Linked DNA regions of Mus musculus: region 2 is linked to region 1. The links are chromatin contacts, called in public promoter capture Hi-C maps. All regions are on one chromosome and are shown on one strand. Each heading gives the region's core, a stretch centred on a gene start, on an enhancer-like site or on the middle of the called end of the contact. The rest is flanking DNA. Distances are from core to core; before and after follow the strand shown.

Region 1 (6,057 bases), core at 983-3,482:
ACAGAACATGTCTCTACACCAGCCATCTCCCATAATGTCCCAAGAAGAAAAGTAGGCCCTACGCAAGTTAATTTACCTCACTGTGATTTAGTTCCCTTCTGCGAATTAGGACTTTCTACAGGATTGTGGTTTAGAGAAATAGATCTGCGGGGTGTGTACAAACTACAGTTTAGCAATTGGCTTTTCTTCTCTTTGTGAAATTGTTCAATTTTCTGCCCAGCTATTTAGATGAGTGATGAATGTCTAATCAATGCTAACTGTATTAGAAGATGAGGGGTGTGTGTGTGTGTGTGTGTGTGCGTGTGTGTGTGTGTTTGTGTGTGTTTTCATTTTCTTTGTACATTATAGGGGTCAATGCCTCATGAAGGGCGAGGTTCTCAGTGCATGGAGAATCCATTCCCTTTGAAGAGTTTTTTTGTTTGTTTTGCTATTTTTTGTTTTGTTTGTTTGTTTGTTTGTTTGTTTTTATTGGAGCCAGCCTTATTAGGATATCTAATTTTAAGATTTTAATAAAGCTGAAAAGTCTCATGGAACTTTGTTGTTGTTGTTCAATCTAGTGCTTTCTAAGTGAGCAAAGCCTTAGTTTAGATTCAGTTGCTCTCGAGTCTGTACCTTCAGCTCTTTAATCTCATAGGTCCCACGATTCCTGTGTTTTGACAACTGTTCCAACAGATAATAATATGTTACCTTTGGCAAAGAGTTTTACAGATTGCTTCTAATTAAAATGTGTGGTTGCCTTTGATCATCTTACCCTCACTTACTAGATGAGGAAACTGGAGACAGGCATGGGGTAGCCAAGTCCCATTCCACTGCCTGCGGCAGCCAGTATGTAAGAGCACTTCTCTGTTGTTCTGCCCCGTCAGGCTTAAGGGTAGCATCCAAAATGATACTATCAGGACCACACCAAGAGTTCTGGGCTGAACTGGGTCATGGAATCTTCACAATAAAAATTAGAGTTAAAAGAGAGCCTGGAAATTGTATCGTTCAATTCCTCACTTGTAGTTACTTTAAACAAATTTATGACCAGAGGTTTTTTTGGGCCCTTATTTTAATTCTTGCATGACAATAATTACATTTTGATTTAGAGCTCCACATTTCTTTCATTGCTGGATACTTCTGCTTAGTATCAACCTTTATCTGAAGTTTTTACGCATTTGCCTGAGCTCTTTCCTTAACCCACCGGGTATTTTATTCTTTCCCATCAGATACTGATTCTGAGTCGAGAAGGTTGATACCATGCTTGCTCATTATATTCCATTGACCCTTGTTGTCTTTAATTCTCCCAAACAGTCAAGATTTAGAATTTTTATTTACCACTTTGAGGGAAATATGTGCATTTTTCTTTTCCTTTCTCCCTCCCTCCTCCTCTTCCCTTTCCTAGCTGCTGATTAAGTGTCTTTACTTGCTTTTCTTCTCCGTCCTCTAGGAAGAGAAGAAATAGTGATATCATAGTCAGCCACACCTTATCCTTTCTCAAATTTCCATGTGGCAAGCTCTTTACAGTCATTCACCATCTTTGTTCTGTATCTTTGTGTCTCAGTATCTCAATATCTTTGTGCCTCTCTCTCTCTTTGATTCCCTTTCTCTGTTTATGTCTCTCCTTGTCTCTCTGTCTCTATCTACTACAGACATACACACATGCATGCACACGTTGTTTTTCAGTGCCCCAGTTCTCAGCCATTCAGGTTGATATTTCCCTAAGTAAAGCATAGCTCCTGCTTCCAGAGTCTTATTGTAAAATTAACCCCTCTCTCTCTCTCTCTCTCTCTCTTGCTCTCTTGTTCACTCTCTTACACACACAGATACACACACACACACACACACACACACACACACACACACACTAAAACTTGAATATGAAAATGACAGATCTCCACCCACGGCCCCCTACCCCCAGGCCTGGAACATAGTGACTGGGAAGTGAAAACACTATCATGGATGTACCAATTCCTGATAAACACGGAAATCATAGGTTTCCGTTTTATTGAGGGTCTCCAATCTCAGCAGCCACCTGCTAACTTTATTGCTGCACCAAACCCACATTTGCTCTCAGACCTTAGCCATCCATACATTATTTTAACATAGCAAATCTTCCACGTTCCAACTTAGTATGTCTTGCTTGAATTTAAACACATGTGATTGAGAGAAGTGAACATTTGAACAATGCTCTGGGCTCAGCAAACGCTGTGCAGGAAGAGGCAGTCAGTGGAAACAGCTTGTCATGGAGATGAGCAATGCCCCCTGGCACCGCTTTTAAAAGGAGGGATGAGCAGCCTCACATATGGCAAGTTCTTGTGTGTGCTTATCCAGTCAGGCATGTTATTAGTGTTTTACTTTAACGGTTTCCTTGTGCTATCCTGTAATTACACATACAGTTTTTCTTTGCAGACTTTCTCTCCTACTAAGAAACTCAGAAACAATCTCTTTCTTCAATAATTCACCTACACAGTATACTTACTCTTCTAGGACAGTCCATTTCTCTATAGCTCCATGTATTACGCCCCAGCCCTATGGTTATCCAGGGTTCAAACTGGGGTTATAAAAATGCTATACTCTATGTTTCCCCACACTAAGACAACTCAGTTCTACAAGTGTACACTACTAAAGCCACCAGGCTTTTTTTCTCTAGTCCATTCAAGTAGTTCTGTATTTTCCAAAAGAATGAAAGTACTGAGGAATGCCTGGACAGGAAGTAATCCTTGTATGTTGTTTGGTCAGATAATAAATGCAAATGTTTTCACTACTAATTATTATACATTTATGATAAATTGTCTTTTGAGGGTTATCATATCATGATGATTTACTAAATATTTTAAGAACAATATCCTTGATTTCCACATTTAATAAAAAACAAGGGAGTGATATTCAACAATAGGACCATGCCTCTTTATTTGATGTATGTTAATATTTAAGAATGTCTTTTACCCTTTGTGAATGAAGGGTTCATTTACTTTTAAAATGTCAAGGCAAGCATTGTATGCAAACTTATATTCAATCATTTAGCTTGGTAATGTCATTTTCTCATCCTTATTGGCAAAGTGGCCAAGTATACATAGTTCTAAGCTATGGACCACAGATATATAAATTGAGGCAGCACTGCTCTTGGATCCATCACTCAACAGCAGTCTTTACATTAACATTTGAAGCTGTGTGTGCTGACAAGTAATACTGGGATGTTTATATATTAATATGGAGTGTAATAACGGGAAATTAAGAGTGATTTCTATAAAATTATAAGCATACTTGCCCAAAAGAACCCTGGTATTATTTTGTGGTTTCATTAAATGCTAAAAGTGTTTTTAAAAAACGTTAAGGCAAGGAGATATTTTAACAATAAAGTAAATCTGGCCTCTCAGCATTTTCTGACTTTAAAAGAGTCCTAAAAAGTTCATGCAAATGAAATTCTTCATCAAGGTAGCAAAAGAGAAAGGAATACTATAAATTCATGATGCAACAGACAAGTTGTGAGCTGAGAACTGGGGGCTAAAAATTGAACCTGGGTTCTCTGGAGGAGCAGCCAACACTCTTACCCACTGAGCCATCTCTCCAGCTCCTTTTGGTCTATAACCTTAAAAAGTATAAGAATTCTTAATGAGCCATCTGAAGTACTCTTAAGACCAATTTGTGAAATCTTTAATAAAGGTTTTACATATGAAGAATGTAATTATCAATTGGAACAAGTCAGGGAATAAAACTGAACTTATTATTCATCATTTAACCACCCCTTGTAAAACAGTGAGTGCCTGCACGTTTACACTGTATTTTCCAGTGTGTATTTCACAAAAAGCAGTCTCATATCTTCTCCTGTGATTTCCTCATGAAAAAAATATTTCCAGCAAGCTGCCTTCAGTTTGAAGAGATCCACTTCTGTTTGTCTTAACCAGGTGAGTCTGTGCCCAGAGACTTGCTCACATTCTGCAATCCTGATTCAGGGTGTTTCCTGACATTGAATACTTCAGAGGAGGAGGCAAGCTTTAAAAACAGCGTTCATTACCTCAGATGCTCTCTGTAGCAGCTAGTGGCTAACCCAGGGGAGTTGGAAATACAGGAGAGCAGCCAGGAGGTGAACAAAGCAATTTTGGTAACAATTGGCTGTGGTTTTGTCTTGCACATGTTCTTTGCTTTGATGTAAGCCTTGGCTCACTGCAGCCAATTGAGTTAAATGACTTAAGACAATGACTGCTGAACACACCAGTCAGTAAGATGTTTTTCTTAGCCAGAAAGTAAGGATTACAAGTGTTTTGTGTAGTTTTTGTTTTTGTTTTTGTTTTATACTTTGGATTGTAGGAAGGTAAAGATGTAGGTTCTCTAATATTACCTATTGATTATTCTGTCAGCCTAGAAAATAATCTATAGTCTATAGGATAGGTATTCTAAATTTCATTTCTGATAGTAGTTTGATCAGGATTCAATTTAGTATATTTCACTTTGGAAATAAATATTGCTATGAGAAAGGAAAAGGATTACATTATTATAATTTAATTTGTATATAAATAAAAATAGCAACTCTTTTAAGATATGACATTTTAAGAAAGGGGTATGCTATTGAAGTTTGAAATAATTTACTTATGAAGTAATATTGTATTACACAGTGAAGGAATACATGAAAATTGTTATTTTAGCCCTATGTATATGTGTGTGCATGTTTATTAATGTGTGTTTATTGTATGTATATGCATTTATTATGTGTGTGTTTATGTGTGTTTATGTCTATATGTGTTTATATATGTAGCTCAAATCTATAAATAGGAAGAAGAAATACATAGGTAATTTTCTCAATTTTCAAAGAACACATCTGAATTCTGAATCTTATTTGAGAATATTTTTGTGCATTTTTTGAGATTATAATATAATTGTAGCATCTCTCCCTTCCCCTTCCTTCCTCTGGACCTTCACATATACCTCTCCCTATGCTCCTTCAGACTCATGGCCTCTTTGTCACTTCTTGTTATAGCTTGCATATGTGTATATGCATAAATGTATATATTCCCAATTATAATCTCATTGTCTCCTCCCTGTCAAGGTGGTAATTTCAGTAGAGACTTTCTCAAGTGACAGCTCTTCACTTACTATCAAATGACCATTGATTAAGTTGAAAGCATTCATATCCTTCCCCAGTTTTCCAAGTGTATGGCACAGAATGTACCTAGCTCTATTTATCTTCATCCTACAGACTGGAGAATTGATTTATATTTATATACCAGTTGAGAACAGTCTGTAATACTGTTGGAAGTTTACATAAAGAAATTAACATCCTACTATGTGTTTATACACACAGGCAAACCACAAGCCATGAGTGGAAAACTGCCTTCTGAATAGTTCTTCAAAAGGGATAGTTGAAAAATGTTGTCTTTGAGATATATAAATTATAATTGAAATTTTGTTCTCTCTTTTTATAAAGACAATGGGAAACAACTCTGAATTAAAAGGCTAAATGTTTGTTCTCTTCCACCTTAGGATAGGATAAATATGAGGCCACAATATTCTATAACATTAGGACAAACTATCCTATCTACTTACTAGTATTTGTTGGAGAAACACACGTGTGATCTTAGGGTACATGATGCAGGAGAGGCTTTAGAAGATAAGCAGAGACTATGTTGAAGAGTTAAGAACAAGATAAAGGTCAAATCAACATTAACTATATTCATAAACAGCATTTTTGTTTGTTTGCTTGTCCCCAACAGGGAGTTTAGTTCAGTTTGTGGTGGGCTTGCTTAGCATGGACCAGGCCCAGAATGTGTTTTCCTACACTGCTCAGAGAAAAGGGAACAGCCACATGAGAATGGAATCCATCTACAGTTTTAGTTTTCATTAATTAGTTCATTCTGAAAAACTATCCATTTTGTATTTCTACATTTTCTTGTTTTACTGAATCTTTCACTTTAACACTAAGGGATTACTGCAGCTCATGTGTAACATACCTTATGATGTCTAGGATCAAGAAACAGGAACAAGGTCTGTGACCATGTATTCCAGAAGCTTCTTAGATGGTCTCCAGGAAAATGTAAATATTTTCCCCTTGGAAAAATGATCAGGTGAGAAGTTGACATATAC
Region 2 (6,057 bases), core at 2,332-4,831, 170 kb after region 1:
ATCTAATAGTCTATGTTTGGTGGTCTTAAAGAAGTATCTAACAGCATCAGAAAGATATGCTTGTCAGGTCAATGTGTCCTTGCCAGCTTCCTTGAGAAAATAAAATAAATTAAACCCAACGCACAGGTATTTCTTTCGAGTGATAGTGTCAGGAACATCCAGTGTTTTTTGTGGAAGCATCTCAACATGTGTTAAATTAGTCTTTCTTATGTTACCTTGGAAAAGATGATTTCTAAGCATTCATATGTATGCTCACAGTGACAGAGGTGGTACATCCTCATCTGTAGGTTGCCATAGTGATGTTTTCAATCCAAACTATGGTGTGATTTTTAAACTAACTTCCTTCTAAAAATAACAGGCCAATTATTGAATCCTTAAGATGTACAAGCATGGAAAGCTCTAGAAAAAAAATGTAAAACTGGCTTCCTTGTACTTACAAAGAATGCTCCAATGATGAGGTAACATGCAAGTAGCTTCTCCCAAAACAGTTTGATAAAATGATAACTGTTATCATCGATGATTTATAGTGTGTGTTACAAATTATCACCTCTATCAGCAAATTCTCTTAAATCACAAATATGGCATTTTTTAAATGCTATGCTTTGAAGGTGGGTACCTGATGGGAACTAGCGTTATATTTGGAGGTGACCATTTCAAATAGGACCAAGGAGCTCATTCTTTTTTGTTTGCTTGCTTGCTTGCTTACATACACTGTAACAGTATATCATATTTCTTCCATAAAGAATAATCCTCAAAAACCCAACTATTTATATAGAGCACTCCTCAGTGGGGGGGGGGAGGTCCTCAGCTGTGCTTGAGGTGGCCACAAAACTCCTAGTTAACTCAGAATATCTCTTCTACTTTCCTCTTGGCTATGGTTGTCTCTTTGTTTCCAGAAGTTATTTTCCCTGAGCTCATTTGTAATCCATCTCCATAAACAGGTTTACATGGTCAAGGATGGGACCATCATATCTTCCCAAGACTGGGCCTCCTTTGGCCTGGTGTCCTACCATCTCTATCTCTTACCCTTTGGACGTTCATTTTCATTTATGATCGTTGAGACTTTTGGAAGGTGCACATCTACAGTCAACTTGATTTTGTCCTTGTGCACTGAGACCAGGATTGGGGAGCAGGATATGTTAGAAGGCAATAGTATTTCAATCTTAGTCCTTATATTTGTTAGCTGTGATCTCCTGCCACACAATGTAAAGGCAAGCCCACAGAAAGGTGGGTGGGCTTTTTTTCCTTGTACTAAAGTGCCATTTTTAAAGCTATGCCATGGAAGGATGTAAATACATGTGAAACTATTCAGAAGCAAGCCACTAAATCAACAGTTAGGCTTTTTTTTTTCGTTTTAAAATTGTTATCCAAAGCATAATTTAGAAGAATATTAGCTTGGAATAATCTGTTCTTTTCCTTTGCACTTTATTAAACAAAGCAAGAGAAATATGTTTTGGCCCCCACAGAATTTACAGAGTGACAATTAGGCACCTCATCTATAAGTTTCTGATCCAGAAGCTAGGATCAAAGTCATTAGAATTCATATTAAGTTAGCATGAGGTTACTTGGAAAAGGGCAGAAGGCTTGATTGTATCTATAAAAACCAATAAATCTTTGTATCTAAAAATGTAAAACACTTTGATCAGAACATCATTATAGGAAGCGGAAATGTTTAAAGTTACCTTTCAAGTGGCATTTTAAGGATGTGGAGACAGTTTCCATACTCGGTGTGCTCGTGACTTGGCAAAGTCACTGGTTGTCACGTCTTTTGATGTCCTGTTGTCGATGGCATTGAGTCTCATCCTTGCTGAGTACAGTTATGAAATCACCTTAATATAATGTAAATGCCAATGGTAAAAGCCAGATCTGCAAAGGATGTGTTAATTCTGTATTCCTCACATTTGTTGAACACCATTCTTTCTCTAGAGATAGAAAAGTCTCTGATGCCTCTCTGTTCCTCAAGGGATGCTTGCAAAACTGGAGTCTGTTCTCCTTATCTGCTCACCCACTACTAAAGACAACTGTGAATTAAACAAATCTGAAAGAAATTGTGTTTGGACAGAATAATAGTGCTTTCCTGCCAGTCACTGTTTCTTACTTAATGCAGTATATCAATTATTAACATGGAATTTGTACACCATATCCATAATATAAGCAGTCTAGAGATGGCTTAAGACATATGTGCAGATTGCAGAGGCCTTATGCAAATGTTATGAGATTTTACATAAGGACTCGAACAATAGATTATGATATTACAGAGATCCTGAAACCTTCCCTCCACCTCTCCCTACCTTCCAACACAGGACACAGAAGGACAATTGGAACCCCTTGCAACTTGGTTTCATTCTGAATTGTCTTTTCTCCAAGAAGAGATGTAATTTTTGTGTATAATTTATCATTCATTTACATTCTAAGCAGGCTGCCCACTGACAAGTCTTTCAAGATTCCTTTAGATTAGAGGTTTTATTGTTTTGTTTTGTTTTTGTTTGTTTGTTACCTGAAAGAATTAATCTTGTAATATCGACCTTTGTCCATCTAGAAGACTAGCTTTCCATCTTTCTTGGGTGTAGTCATCACCTGAGACCATGTACTACAGGGTCCAAGCTCCTTACTTTTTAGAAGAGAGCTCCTCTCTTGCCCCTCTGCAGCTGCCATCTATGGCAGGCAAAGTGCACATTTCTGTTGTAGAACTTATATTCACACTCCTAGAGCATGGCATGAAATCATAGCGTGAGTCTCAGTTTCCTCCAAAGTGGAGACTGAAGGGCAGCCGAAAAGAAAAAGATATTTATAGTTGTCAAGGTATGCAAGTTTTTAAGAGCAGACATGAGTGACTTAAGTTGTTCTTGGGTATGGGATTTGAACACTAATAGGAGAAAACAAGTCCCCAGATGAAGTGGCTCTTTTTTGCATATCACTTGGGGTAAATAAAAAAATAGAAATAAAATAAAATAAAATAAAATAAAAAGGAAGGACATTTCTTTACCTGACTCCCAACCATTCTCGACAATCCCTTTTTTTTTTCCCCTGGAACATCTATATTTTCAGTTGTATTTTCCAGGTCTACCCCCTACCCAGGAGGTGATATAGCTTTCTCTCCTTTTTAACATCCCCATAATTCAAGCAGCCCCATAACAGACAGGCCCAGACCCATAAAATTATTGTTGCATAGACCGTATATTGAAGCTGGAAAACACATAATAGGCGCAGAGGTTGGCATCGCTCAAATGCAAACAGCCAAGAGCTCTAACCTTTCTGTTCTTCCTTTTCAACCTTAGGAAACTGAAACCTGCCTTTTGCTACCCTCTTATTCTTATTCTTCCTTCAATTCTCAATTGAGATCCCCTTTAAAATACAACCTACTGTATACGCTACATTAATGTACGCACAGCAAAATAGCTCGGCGCCATTTCTCCAGCAAAATGACTAAAGCTATCCGCATAGGCCCCTGAGGCAAATAAACAAGCAGGCCTAACAATACAAGAGGTTGCAGATTTTCTTCTTGTTGTTGCCATGCCAACCACTCATTGCTCTGGCTGCCATTTCCCTGAGCTCCGCAGAGAGAGGCGTGTGCAGAGCAGTTACTTAGCATTCAAGGGTGGATCTGCAGGAAAACACACAGGCTTGCTGCAAACCGTCCGGCCTGGCAGCACCGGTGGATGAGACCAGAAAATGGGAATCTTTTCAAGACTTTCCTCATGAAGGTTAGGCATCTGGGCTAGAAGGAATGAGAGAGATGTAGATTTTTTCTAATTAAGGCACTTCTATAAGGTTTGTATCTGTGGTGATTGCTTTGTCCTGCCTGCATGGTTTCTACCAGATGAAGCGGGTGTGGGTGTGCACTTCTGTCATACTGTACAGCTTGTTGTATTGATGCCTACTGGATCTGAGCCTATCAGGGCCAGCTTTCATGGACAGTGCCATACAGAATGATGTCTCTTGCTCCTAGGAAGGTATGGGCTTATATATACCCCAGCTAGAAGGGTCTATGCTTTACACAATAGAGGAAGCAATGAACACCAAGTAAAGTTTTTCATCTAAATATAGAGTCATGTGATGCTTCGTTGATCATGTTTGCTTCTCAGTCAAAGTCACAGCAGGGTGACATTGTCTTAAACCAGTAATTCTGAATCAAAATATCGGGGAAAAAATGGTTTCTTGAGACTGTTCCTATTAAACCCAATGACTCAATATATTGTAGGATCGTTTCGGAATTTTAAATGCCTACAAACTTTTGAATTGACATCAGCAAAGTTCTGTCTCATAAGACATAATGTGATGCTTTAAAATGTTGATTTATTGGCACACAGTTGTTCTTGTTGTGTTCTTGAATCTAGTGGGACCATCTCGTTTGTCTTGGTTTCTATTAAATAACAGAACCACATCAGAATTGATATTTTAAAAAGTATTTCATCAGTCCCTTTGGCTAATTGACACTTAAAAAAACATTTTACTGGATTTGAGTTATTACCAAGTCTATTGTGCTAAAAACAATTTGTGCCAATTTGGTGTGTGTGTGTCTGTGTCTGTGTGTCTGTGTGTGTGTGTAATTAAATGTAGATATAATTTAATTATATTTTATGATTTTCAAACTTTCTCCTATATTTTCTAATATCCTGACTTTTTTTCTCATTTCTAATTTGCTGTTTTATTTTCTCATGATGATTTATTTCGTTGCTTTCCAATTTCTGAGGGTTAGAAACAATCTCCATTTAGAGAAAAATTCTCACCAGTTTATAAAATATTTTTATTTAAAATGGATTATGAGAAAATAATCAGCAATGGAAGTTACTGTTTTGAGATTTAGTTCTACTTTTTGGCAAATCCTTGGCTTGATTAATATTATCAAGGAATTTTTGATGTTCACTCTATTTCTACTTCTATATATTCTTTCCTTACAAAACAAAAAAGAAGAAAGAATGGAAGGGGGAGGGAGGGACAGAGGTTGGGAGGGAGGGAGGGAAGGGGAGAGAGAGAAAGAGAAATGTGGTTTTAGTTTAACAATAATTTTCAGGTATCTTGAGAATATATGTGTAATCAAACAATAACGTAACATTTGAATTGTATAGTAATATGTTTACATATCTATGCATCTATAAACATATAGACTAGTTGACAATATTGCTAGTTTATATCAGAAAAGTATTTGGCACTGAATGGCGAGTGCTTGGGCTTTGAGTTTGCCTTTGTTGCAATTCCTGAGTAGCTTGGCGATACTAGGCAGTAAACACCTCCCCCGACCTTCTTCCACAAGCTCCTTAGATACACTGAAATTCTGCTTTGGCGTGGAGAGCCTTTCTCCCTTCCTCCCTGTATCTTCATGCTTCATTGCTCCTTAGCATGTTACAGAGAGCATTTGCACCTGCACTCGGGGGAATATGGAAATTCGCATCAAGAACAGATGAATAGAACAACTGGTGTTGTTGCCTGACAAACCCTGGTGCTTCCAGCCTTATCTGACCAGGCAGTGTGAATCCTGGGGGACAAGCTGAGCCACATGCTACCCGCTCACCATGCAGCAGCTCTCGGCAAATGAGTCACACTGTTCAGCTACACTCATAAAAAATACAATTCTTACCTAGCTAAGATGCGGAGGAGAGAGAGAGAGAGAGAGAGAGAGAGAGAGAGAGAGAGAGAGAGAGAGAGAGAGAGAGAGAGAGAGAGAGAAGACAAAAGCATGTGTGTTGGGTTCTCCCTCAGCTTCTAACAGCTATACAAATGCTAGGTGTTTTACCATAATATGAAAGTATGAAAATAATTTGTCTGTTATACAAATATGAAAGTAACATGTCTGTTTTTAAAATTTGTTGCAAAAAACCTCAAATTTTCACAAAACATTGTACTTGGATAAGGGAATACATTTATAGTAGAGCAGCCTGAACATTAGATTTGAGTCTAAATTTGAAGTACAGATCCCGACTGTATTGGCAAAAGAGGACCTCCTTCCCTCATGGGTTCCTCCAGCCTCAGTCTTCTGACTAGACTGAAAACCTTCTTTTGGTATCACTGTTGCATTGTATCCAGCCAAACTGTGAGGGTTTTATTCTAGAGCAGTGT

The links. Capture Hi-C pulls out chosen DNA fragments and counts their contacts.
Region 2: a contact with region 1 is called in a promoter capture Hi-C map of pancreatic islet. The contact joins two enhancer-like sites. A contact is called at or near these places in 1 of 39 promoter capture datasets (the C10 cell line), 1 of 484 Hi-C or Micro-C datasets (uterus), 1 of 115 datasets of contacts at active chromatin or transcription factors (astrocytes) and 2 of 9 other capture datasets (liver and pancreatic islet).

The regions. Positions count from the first base shown.
Region 1 is chr1:66,219,474-66,225,530 of GRCm38.p6, forward strand. It overlaps Gm51629 (a long non-coding RNA gene), which reads right to left. Exons shown (of 3, transcript XR_003947841.1): 3 at 1-6,057. It also overlaps a transcript of Map2 not described here. Among named protein-coding and RNA genes, the nearest start is that of Gm51629, 8.2 kb to the right of the region's middle. Within about 2 kb of position 2,233, at least 12 of the 459 cell types and tissues checked have an H3K27ac peak or open chromatin away from gene starts, as enhancers often do. A contact at or near this core is called in pancreatic islet, where this site is marked.
Region 2 is chr1:66,383,365-66,389,421 of GRCm38.p6, forward strand. The region is part of intron 4 of Map2 (microtubule-associated protein 2); the gene reads left to right. Among named protein-coding and RNA genes, the nearest start is that of Map2, 65 kb to the left of the region's middle. Within about 2 kb of position 3,582, at least 84 of the 459 cell types and tissues checked have an H3K27ac peak or open chromatin away from gene starts, as enhancers often do. A contact at or near this core is called in pancreatic islet, where this site is marked.